Linked DNA regions of Mus musculus: region 1 is linked to region 2. Evidence: chromatin contacts called from public HiCAR-type data. All regions are on one chromosome and are shown on one strand. Each heading gives the region's core, a stretch centred on a gene start, on an enhancer-like site or on the middle of the called end of the contact. The rest is flanking DNA. Distances are from core to core; before and after follow the strand shown.

Region 1 (5,207 bases), core at 550-3,049, 310 kb before region 2:
AGTTTTATATTTTATCACAATTTTTAGAAAACAGTCACACCAGACAAGAAATTTTACTTCTGGGTTTCCTGTTCAAAGATGCATAAAATATTCCAGAATATCTGGGTCAGAAGTCTTGAAGTCACCTAGTACCCGGGTTATCAAGCGCTCACTTCCCGTTTCTTAGTCATACTTTAGATTTAAGACAAGGTAAAAGCTATATAAAAACAAAGACTATGTAAAACAAGAATAGCCGGTAAGAAGCGGAGCCAGGGAAATGGCTCAGTGGGTAAAGAACTTGCCTTCCAAGCCCAGTGACCAGAGTCAGGAGTCCCCGGAACCTAAGAAAAAGCCAGGTGTCATAATGAGCACTTGGGTTCTCAGGACTTCAACTCAAGGTGGGAGACAGAGACGGAGACAGAGCCGGAGAAATGGCTCAGAAATGCGTGGGCAAGCTCAGCTAGAAGCAGGCAGGCAGGCAAGGCCTCACCTCAAAAATGAGGAGGGAGCAAAGCCGCAGCAACTCCTGAACGTGTCCTCTGAGAGGGGAGCATGCGTATCCTGCTCCCCACAACCCCACCTCTTCGTTTTCCTCTAAGATTTTTTTTTCAAAGCTCAAAGCAATAATAATTTTCAAAAGGAGAATGTTTAAAGTATTTTTATGACTTCAAAATTTATTTTTTAAGATTATTTTTTTCAACATAGGATTTAATTATGAGATCAATACAGATGTAAAAATGAAGATATATTCAGGGTGTTACTAATAAGAAAACTAGTAAGGGTCCTTCAATCAGCATTGAGCATGAGGAGGCTAGGAAGCATTTTCACAGCCGAGGAACACTGAAGAGTACTGGGGTAGAAGCATAGATGGTGGGACCCTGACCAGCCCTGGGCAAAAATGGTTTTGTATCAGTAATTTGTTTCTTTCAGTCACCAAATGGCCTCCACAGAACCTGAATGGGAAACCCCTAGAGGGGCTGACTTGGGGGAGGGGGGAGTCTAGAAAATACAGTTTCCAACAAAACACCATTTTTTTCTCTGTATCTGAAGCCGGCTGAGAGGAGACTAACGTAAAAATCCATGCTGGCTTGGGACGGGCTGAGAAGCGGTCTCCTTTAGCAGGCATAGTGGAGGCTCACGCCCTGACTCTGACTCAGGTTTAATTTGTCTCAGAATCCAACTGTGAGGCTGATTTGCGAGTGCCACCCACGGATCTCCCAATCCCATAATAGTCCCATAGGAGCGATGACCTTTTCTGGTATTTTCATTATTACGTCAGGGCAGAAACATTTTTTTTTCAGCTACACAAATTTCCCCTTTTATTAGTTTTGAATATTTTCATCTAGTTACACAATTCATTCTTTTCAGGACTTTTGTTTTGTTATTTTAAATATTGAGAACTTAATCTGTCCCTCACCAATTAAACTGTCTGAGTTACTGTATCAGGGAATCTCTCCAGGACCTCACGACCCTCTGTAGCATTAAGCTATAGGAAGAAAAAAAAATCAAAATTAACCACAGTTCTCTTTATGGATCTTAAGAGAGGTTGTAAACTACAAGACAACAGGAATCCCTAGGACCAAGTGCCTTTTCCTGTGGCAAGACTTTGGCCACAGTCCCTTCTGAGACTTGTCTGACTTTACATAACAAAGGAATTGTGACAGCCCAAGTTCAGAAACTCAGGTGGGAACTCAGCCTTCCAAACCCACAGAAGAGAATTAAATTATTAAATGTGACTCTGAGAACCCACTTTCCCCATTGGAAAATACCATCTTTGCCTATATGAAGAGACACCCTCTGACACACACACGCACACGCACACTAGAAGGGGGTCAGCCTTGGATTCTGTGGTGTAGAAGGGAATGTGCGGCCAGAAGGAACTTATTACCTAGTGCCATTCACCTCACTACCACAAGGTGTCGCTGTTGAATCCTAGCAATCCATTCTACTTTGCACCTTTCTGTCCTTTTCCTATTTTAGATTTTTTTTTTTTAAGGGATGGATTGAAGAACAAAAATTAAATCTAAAATTCTGTTGCCAAATGTCATGCTATAATAGGTCATAGTTCACAGGAGAGGCTTAAGCATCGAGTTGCTGCCATCTGGCTCTGCTCCCTCTGGACTGTACCCGCAGGGTTCTCACTCCAGGTGCTCTGAAGCAAGCACATGGGCACAGACACGTGTCCTAAATCCCAAGAGCTTTGACACACTGGGATGTTTGTTTTGAAGTGTGTATTCTCTAGCACCATTGTTTCTTTCTGTTTTAGAGAATCATTCTTAGCAGCAGCCACGCTGCCCTATCGCCCCTTTGCAGAGAGGCCCCTTCACACGGCCTGTCTCACTTCTAGAATCTGTCTGATTTCTCTACTTCCTGCAAGCACTGATCTGATATACTCATTGTCTCCCCTTCCTTGCCTCCATTTTCTTCCTAGTCAGTCTTGTTGCCGAAGTGTTCTCTGCAAACACTGCTTGCCAGACCCGTGGAACAGCTGAACTGCCCTCTCTCACCTGGGTTGTAACGCCTTCCCTCAGGTGCAACGCTCTTGTCTCCCAGTCGCACTCTTCTGGTTTTAACCTCTGGCCTTCCAGAGAGGTTAAACCTCTGGCCTTCCTCTCTAGGCATGTCAGCTCCTCTTGTGGTTAGCTTTAATTGTCAAATTGATACAATTGTATCACTGTAGTAATCCCTTGGGAAGAGAGTCTCAATGAGGGATTGTCCACATTGGCTTGGCCCACGGGCATGTCTGTGGGGATTTTCTTAATTAGGTTAATTGAAGGCCCAGCCCACTGCGGTGTCGGCATTCCCTATGGAAGGGGTCCGGAACTGTATTATGAGGAGAGAAATGAAGTTGAGCGTAAGCAGGCAAGCAAATCAGTACGGAGGCTCTCATCGCCCTCTGCTTTTGATGTGGGTGTGATGCGACCCACTGTCTCAAGCTCATGTCACTGAGACTTCAGTGCAGTGACGCATTGTCACCTGTAATTGTGAACTGAAATAAATTCCTTCCTCCCCTAAGTTGCTTTCTGTCAGCAGCAACAGAAATGAAACTAGAATAAGGTAACGTAATATGGCCCTACGACTTACTGCACTATCAGCATACACTGCCCCCAGATTCTTTCTGCCACTCCAGCATCTGTGTCTGGCTGACTTTTGACACCTCCGATTTCTCATCAAAAGTGTCTCAACCTTCACAAATCAGCACCCGATTCTTCATTTTTCTCTTCACTCTACTCAACCCTCATCCATTTCAGACTGGTGTTTTTGTTTTGTTTTTAGGCATTTTTTATTAGATATTTTCTTCATTTACATTTCAAATGCTATCCCCAAAGCCCCCTATACATCCCCCGCCCTGCTCCCCAACCCTCCCACTCCTGCTTCCTGGCCCAGGCATTCCCCTGTACTGGGGCATATGATCTTTGCAATACCAAGGGCCTCTCCTCCCATTGATAGCTGACTAGGCCATCCTCTGCTACATATGCAGCTAGAGACACAGCTCTGGGGGTACTGGTTAGTTCATATTGTTGTTCTTCTTATATGGTCGCAGACCCCTTTAGCTCCTTGGGTACTTTCTCTAGCTCCTTCATTAGGGGCCCTCTGTTCCAACCAATAGATGACTGTGAGCATCCACTTCTGTATTTGCCAGGCATTGGCATAGCCTCACAAGAGAGAGCTATATCAGGGTCTTGTCAGTAAAATCTTTCTTGCATATGCAATAGTGTCTGGGTTTGGCGGTTGTATATGGGTTGGATCCCCGGGTGGGGCAGTCACTGGATGGTCTTTCCTTCCATCTCAGCTCCAAACTTTGTCTCTATAACTCTTTCCATGGGCATTTTCTAAGAAGGAGCAAAGTATCCACACTTTGGTCTTCCTTCTCTTGAGTTTCATGTGCTTTGCAAATTGTATCTTGGATATTCTAAGTTTCTGGGCTAATATCCACTTATCAGTGAGTGCATATCATGTGTGTTCTTTTGTGATTGGATTACCTCAGACTGGTGTTTTTATGCACCCCATTTCCTCAGGCCAGGCCCTAATGAATCATCACAGATTCTTTGCTCTCAAAATCATCTGAGAACCCAGTTAATTCTCTACTGCTCAGCCTCCTGAGTGCTGGGATCCCATCCAAGTGTATCATTAACAGAGCATTTCTCTCTATCTCCATGATCACACCTTGTAATAACATAGTTTTCATTGTTATAATGAAACATCAAAAGCAGGCTAGTTATGAAGAAAAAAGGATTTATTTAGCCAAAATCCAAACAGCTCAGTGTGGCGGTGTGCTTTCGGGACTGGGTCCCCGGGTAGCATTGTGTGCGGTCTATCGCAGCTGCAGGATTGCTTGAGGGAAGAAGAGTTCACCTTTGGAACTAGAAACCAGAGAGACCGGGAGGGTCCAGCAGGCCATCGGAACAAAGCCCTTTCAAGCACTATTCAGAGAACACGGAGCAACAAGACTGGGAAGAAAACGGAGGCAAGCAAGTAGAGACCGTGAATATATCAGAGCAGTGTTTGCAGTAAGTAGAGAAATCAGACAGAATCTAGAACTGAGGGGAAAAAAAGAGACATCTAATCCTTCTGAGTTCCTGCCCCAGCTGACCTAGGCACCTCCCACTACACTTACCTCCCCAAACTTCCACCTCAAGGACCCAGTCCTGAGGCATGAACTGTGGGGAACAGGTCACATCCAAACCTCCACCTCCACGGAGCAGGTCGGCAAGGTCTTAGCCATTGAGGTGGGCTCACTGCTTTGACCCTGGACCACCATTTGCAATCTATTCTTCACACGCTAAACAAAATATACATTTACCAAAGTAGCAAAATAAGTCAGATCAAGCCACCATGCCCTGCTCAGAACATTCGGCTGACTTCACTTCTGCATCCTGAAGATGATCTCCAGATGGCTCTCTAAGGCCTGCCCAGCCTTAGGGACCCAGCTCTCTGAGACCTCTCCTACTTTAACCTTTTCAGCACTGAAACCTGCTCACTCCACCCCACTTCTTTCAATGGCTACTCCCTTGGTTTGGAATCCTCCCTTCTCCTGGGGTTGGCACAAAGATGGTTTTGCTCTGCTTCGGTTTTCCTTACTGGACCCACCACCTCCTGCCCTTAGGTTGTCAGCATATTTATTGTTTGGTTCCAGGAGGGCAGGACTTCAATGAGTACAGTCCCCCCAGCACTCGGACATATAGTGGATGGGCGCTCCATGGTTACTGAATGAGGGAAAGAAAGGG
Region 2 (5,242 bases), core at 2,296-4,795:
TTCAGTTACTGTCAAGAGGAGCCTGCCATGCAGAGAGCCTGGTGGTGCCCCATGTGAAGCAGCTGTAGCTACATTTCATCTCTGTAGACCTAGCTTCCCTCTACCACAAGCTACTAGGCACTGGGTTCCTGATGAAGTGGCTTTCTCTCAACTACAGAGAAAAAGGCCCAGGGAACCTTCAGTGTTTAAAAAACTGAATGAGAAAGAATAGTTCAGCTTGAGATTCTGATGGATATACCTTGTGCCTTGCTCTCAATCACAGATAAAGGCTTTACATAGTTGAGTGGAACCAGATACAACACATAGGCTCTGTAAACTTCTACCTAGAGACTGGGACCAACATTAGCAGTGAGCATGCTTGAGTATAGACTTTCTGTCAGGCTGCAGGCCAGACTCCGATAGCTTGTGAGAAGTCTTCTCAAATATTCTGTACTACTAAAACATTTCTATGTAGAATAGCCCATGGCGGACACATACCACAGCCCTGTTCTTCCTGACTTTAGACACAGCTCTGCAGCTGTGGTGGCCCCACAAGGGGCTCTAACACAAAACCTATTCCTGTTTGGAAACCGGATGCAGGGAAAGCTTTAGGTGTAGCCAGGGTCTGCATCAAGCCTGCCCTTTCCTTCTAAGCCATGCAGTGTCTGCATCAAGCCTGCCCTTTCCTTCTAAGCCATGCAGTGTCTGCATCAAGCCTGCCCTTTCCTTCTAAGCCGTAGTTTCATTGCAGCTGCTGCAGCAGAGGATGGCTCATTTAAAGCTCTTTTGGTAGTATCCTGGTGAATCCTAGGGAAAGTGCTAGAATAGAAAGTGGTCCTCTTGGGCCCTATCAGTGGCTTTAACCTGTTTAGCTGCTTCCAGCCCTGCAGTCTCTGGTCTCCTGGAAAACTTCCCCTGCCTGTGTGATGGCAAGCAAACCCCAGGTTTCACCATAGAACCTCATTTGTAACTGAACAGCCTTTTCCAGACTCACTGGGCAGACTTACACCATCTCTCAGGCAGTTAGGGGAGGGCACAGCATGTCTGGCCTATGACAAGCATCAGGGTGAGAGCTTTCTCTGTGCTATGCTCAGAGTTCTGGGTAAACATCTCTAGAGATGAGGGATGCAGGAGAGGCACTCTGGAGGGTGAAGGGTGGAACTGTAGGTGTGATAGTGCTTGCCTGACATGACATGCGCTTCTCAGTCCTGTGCTTTCTATTGTCATCTTCCTGGAGTAGGGTGAGGGCCTCCTTTGGAACACAGGAAACTCAGATTTCTTAGAGGCAGGTGCACGACCACATTGGAAGGATCTGTTGCGGTTCTCTGGTGGGATTACTTACGGGGCTGCCTCTTCCCTCATGTCCTTTTGTCCTCTCTGGGTCACAGCCTCAGTGACATGTCATCTATAAGACATGAGCGCATGAGTGGTCACTATGCTCTGTGACTTAGCAGCTCCAAGGGGAGTTCTGTTTTACACTGGAAGATAGTTAATAAAAGCCTGCATGGCACTGATTTTCATTTCTTCTGGCAGGGTGGGGAGTTGGCAGGGCCCTCTCACGATACTGCCCCAGCTGTGTCCTGTCACTGACAAAGGGACTGGTGGCATGGTGGAACCCTTCATGTTCGTGCAGTGGCCTGACATGTGCTCCTAAATACTCTGTAATGGGCCAAATGAACAGAAAAAAAAACAGGCTCTTAGAGGTACACCCAGAGTATTTTGTGTGTCACCACACATGCCTATAAATTCCAATACTAGGGAGAAGCAGAATAATTGCATTCAAGGCTATTCTGGGTTTTGTAGCAAGAATATGCCCCAGAAACTCAGAAACAAAACATTCCAGCCTGGTTACCTAGAAGGGCTCTAACCACTCTATAAGAGAGTTTTGAGCCAATTATCCTTTCCCAGAATCCATGCCCTTCCTTCTGACCAGCAAATTCAATGTCACCGAACATGCTCTAGGGACTGGATTCCCATGAGACCCCACAGAGAACCAGCATTGCCTTCAAATGTGACCGCACTCTTGTTTTTAAGACAGTCTGTGTAGCTCTGGCTGACCTGGAATGCTCAGAGATTGTATTTCTGCCTCCCAAGTGCTAGAATTAAGGGGATGCTACACACCTGGCCTGAGCACACATTTACTTTTTCTAATTGGTGGTAGCAAGCTACTGAAATATAAACTAGGCATCACCTAGGTAGGGCTGGCTGCACTGCTCTTTCCTTGTAACACAAGGGCTCACTGCATAGCTCAGGCTGGTCCTTTTGCCTAACCTCTCAAATGATGAGATTACAAGCATGCATCACTGTGCCTGGCTTCTGCAAACTTGTTTTTGACAGTGAAAATGACCTGAATGCATGTCATCTACAGAAATGCCTGATAATGCCACAGTTTTCCTGGGGACTTGCTGCAAACTCCATGTTATTTCTTCGCTGTGCTGCTTGGTAAGGAACCTTCGGATGGGACAGTGGGGTGGAAAGGAATGGGGAGGAGGGATAGGTGCTGGCCAGCTGGTAAGAGCTCTAGTCTCTCAGCTTGAGACGGTGTAAGCAGGTGTCAGCACTAGCACATGGGTACTTGGGAGCTCTGAGGTCCAAAGCTCAAGGAACTGGCTAGCAAAGAAGCTTGGTCTACAGATTCCAGATTTTCCCAGTTTGGAGACAACTGGCATAGCTTGGCCCAGCCAGGCCCAGCAACCGTTGTTGATCACTGTAGTTGTGTGGAATGATTTGAAGGTGCTTTGTGTCACACTTGCCAGGAAGAACTCAGGCCTGCTTTGCCTGGAGGAGACATAGCTTTTCTCTTAAAATATCAGTATAGCTTGGTGCTCTCTGGAAACGGCACTACAAGAGCAAGTGATCAGTAATGAGTCTAGCCCCAGCGTGGACCTAAGTTCCCAAGTTAGAGAGAGGGCAATTAATTAGTAGAGGAACCAGCAACAGGCTATCCCATTACCCAGCTAGTCTCACACAACCTGTGTTTGGGGAAAGGCACACCTGGGTCACTTATTTTAAGGTCTGGTATAGGACCAGGGTCCACTACTATCCCATAGCACTAAGCTGGCCATGCACGGACCACCTAGACAGGACCTACATATGTTCTGTATGTCCTCTGGGAACACCAAACCATATAGGTTGTCTTGGATGTTGTTCTGTATGGAGGAGGTATCAGAAGCTAAGACCACTAGGTACTGATCACACAGCTGGCCAGATTCCATCCAAACTGACCACAGACTCTGTGTCCTCAGGGACAATCAACTATTTGGAGGCATGCCAGCCTATCTGAGAGCAGCTGAGGGTGATGGCTGCTAGTTTGATTATAGAAATGATGTAATTGTCCTAATTGTATGCAGTGATGAGCAAAACAGCTCTGGTCTCTCTCGCAGCACTGAGTGCTCAGCACTTCCAGTCTATTTCTTGAGTATTTAGGGAACAATTAAAGCTATTCAGGAAGTATATAAAGAAGAAACGTGTGCTAAGGGAATCAGGCCCTAATGAACTCACACTACAGTCAGTTCTGGTTCTGACCTTGGCTGCTGTTCCATAACCAGGCAGGAACCAGACTTGGAGTTCCAGAATGGACTGGCAGAGTCCTGCCTGCCTTTCCACTGGCTGCCTCCAGATGCACTAGCCTGTCTTTGGAGGCTGTTCAACAAAGACAAATCCTGTTTCTTTAAAAGATCTTCCTAGGTGCCCTTAGGCAATCCAGGTAAAGTCTACAAATTGGCTTGCTGTTCTCTTAAAAGAGCCAGGCTCCTGCAGGCATGGGGTATTAAATACTTCTTCAAGCAACTGACTTAAAAGAGGATGCCCAATCTACTTGCACTTCTGTTTGAAAGCCCGGGTAACTCTGAAGAGTCTTCCTGATGGGTTCTGGGTGAAGGGTCAGATTTGTTAACCATTTACTGTGAACTGGTAGAAAAATCAGTAGAAAAATCTAGAAAATATTCCAAGTCAGGAATTGCAGAGGCAAAGGTTCTTGGAGCTGGAAACACAATTAACAAATGATAGTACCTACACTTGAGTTCCTTCAAATATTCAAGAAACTCTAATATTGCTGTTTACATTAATAAGCAAAACAACCAGAGGATGGCAGTGGTAGTGTATGTGTGCCCACCACAGAGCAAAGGGAAAAACCTTATATTTTGCAGAACTCTTGAAATTAGAAGAAAAAAAATTGTCTAGAATTCTGAACAATGAGGGGGAGCACCTGTTGTATGTCCCCTGCCCTTCACCAAGCCTGGTACTACCCTGGGAAAAAGAACAGAAAATGGCAGCAGACCTCCTCCTCTTGTAAGCCAGTGACTGCAACTGCAATTGTAACATAGCTTTATGTCTGAAGAACTAGCTTGTGTAAACAGGACTCTAAAGGGAGTGGACACCTGACTTGGGCCTCCCATAATCAGCAGGACTCTTGCCTTGTCAGAAACCTTGGGTCTCGTGCCCACATTAGGTGGAAGGCAGCGCCATCAGAATTCTACCACTTCAGGCTCAGAAGTAGCATAGCCATATACATGGGAGCAGATCTCCTCACCTTACAACCTTGAGGCTGTGGGATGTAGCTGCACTCTAAAATTCCAGCCTCACTTGCACATATCTAACAGGAGCTCACCAATTCCCAGGCAGGTCTGACAATTCCAGGAATCTGGTGGTCAGGGACCCCACTGCCAGTGACACCTGTACCTACCCACAGAGGGAACGAGGGAGCTTTTCCTGTCTACAGTCTCAGCCGCACCCAGGCTTGTAGTTCAGATCACGTCTATGATCTTCAGGTCCATGGCAAATGATGCCATAGGTCTTAGCCTCCCCATTACTTACTCTTTGCATGACCTAGGTATGTTTCCACCTTGGTTTGCAGCCTCAGACCCCAGACATCAAAGGGCAAGCCTACATACTACTCATATTAACCTAGTAGCACAAAGAGAAATTCTCCCCTGTGCCCTGCTCCTCCAAGCATGGAAACCAGAACTACTGAGATAACCCAAGGAACTTGTCTTCCATAGTCCACAGACTGGGTTAGGGCTTTTGGTACTGAGTAAAACTTGTGCTTATCTCTTGGGTTCTGGGGAAGGTACTGTCTGGATATCACACCTCCATAAAAGTAGCTAAACCCCAGCAACTTTATCCCCATGGACTAGGGAAGTGCTCTTTCATGTTTCAATTCCTTAAATCCTATGGTTATCAGAAGTGTTCATCTGGCAAGACCTGGGGAATGGGTCTGGTTCTATCCTGTGGCTTAAGAATTGTGGGTATTGGTGCTACAGAC

The links. HiCAR-type assays count read pairs that join an accessible place to other places.
Region 1: a contact with region 2 is called in a HiCAR-type map of kidney, with 4 times the contacts expected there. The contact joins two enhancer-like sites. A contact is called at or near these places in 3 of 484 Hi-C or Micro-C datasets (cerebellar granule neurons, embryonic fibroblasts and urothelial organoids) and 2 of 115 datasets of contacts at active chromatin or transcription factors (kidney and pancreatic cancer cells).

What each region holds. Positions count from the first base shown.
Region 1 is chr6:50,523,578-50,528,784 of GRCm38.p6, reverse strand. All of the region lies in intron 1 of Gm31279 (a long non-coding RNA gene), which reads right to left. Among named protein-coding and RNA genes, the nearest start is that of Gm26289, 14 kb to the left of the region's middle. Within about 2 kb of position 1,799, at least 67 of the 459 cell types and tissues checked have an H3K27ac peak or open chromatin away from gene starts, as enhancers often do. A contact at or near this core is called in kidney, where this site is marked.
Region 2 is chr6:50,213,529-50,218,770 of GRCm38.p6, reverse strand. Gsdme (gasdermin E) reads left to right here. Exons shown (of 10, transcript NM_018769.4): 9 at 2,348-2,421. Among named protein-coding and RNA genes, the nearest start is that of Gsdme, 46 kb to the left of the region's middle. Within about 2 kb of position 3,545, at least 10 of the 459 cell types and tissues checked have an H3K27ac peak or open chromatin away from gene starts, as enhancers often do. A contact at or near this core is called in kidney, where this site is marked.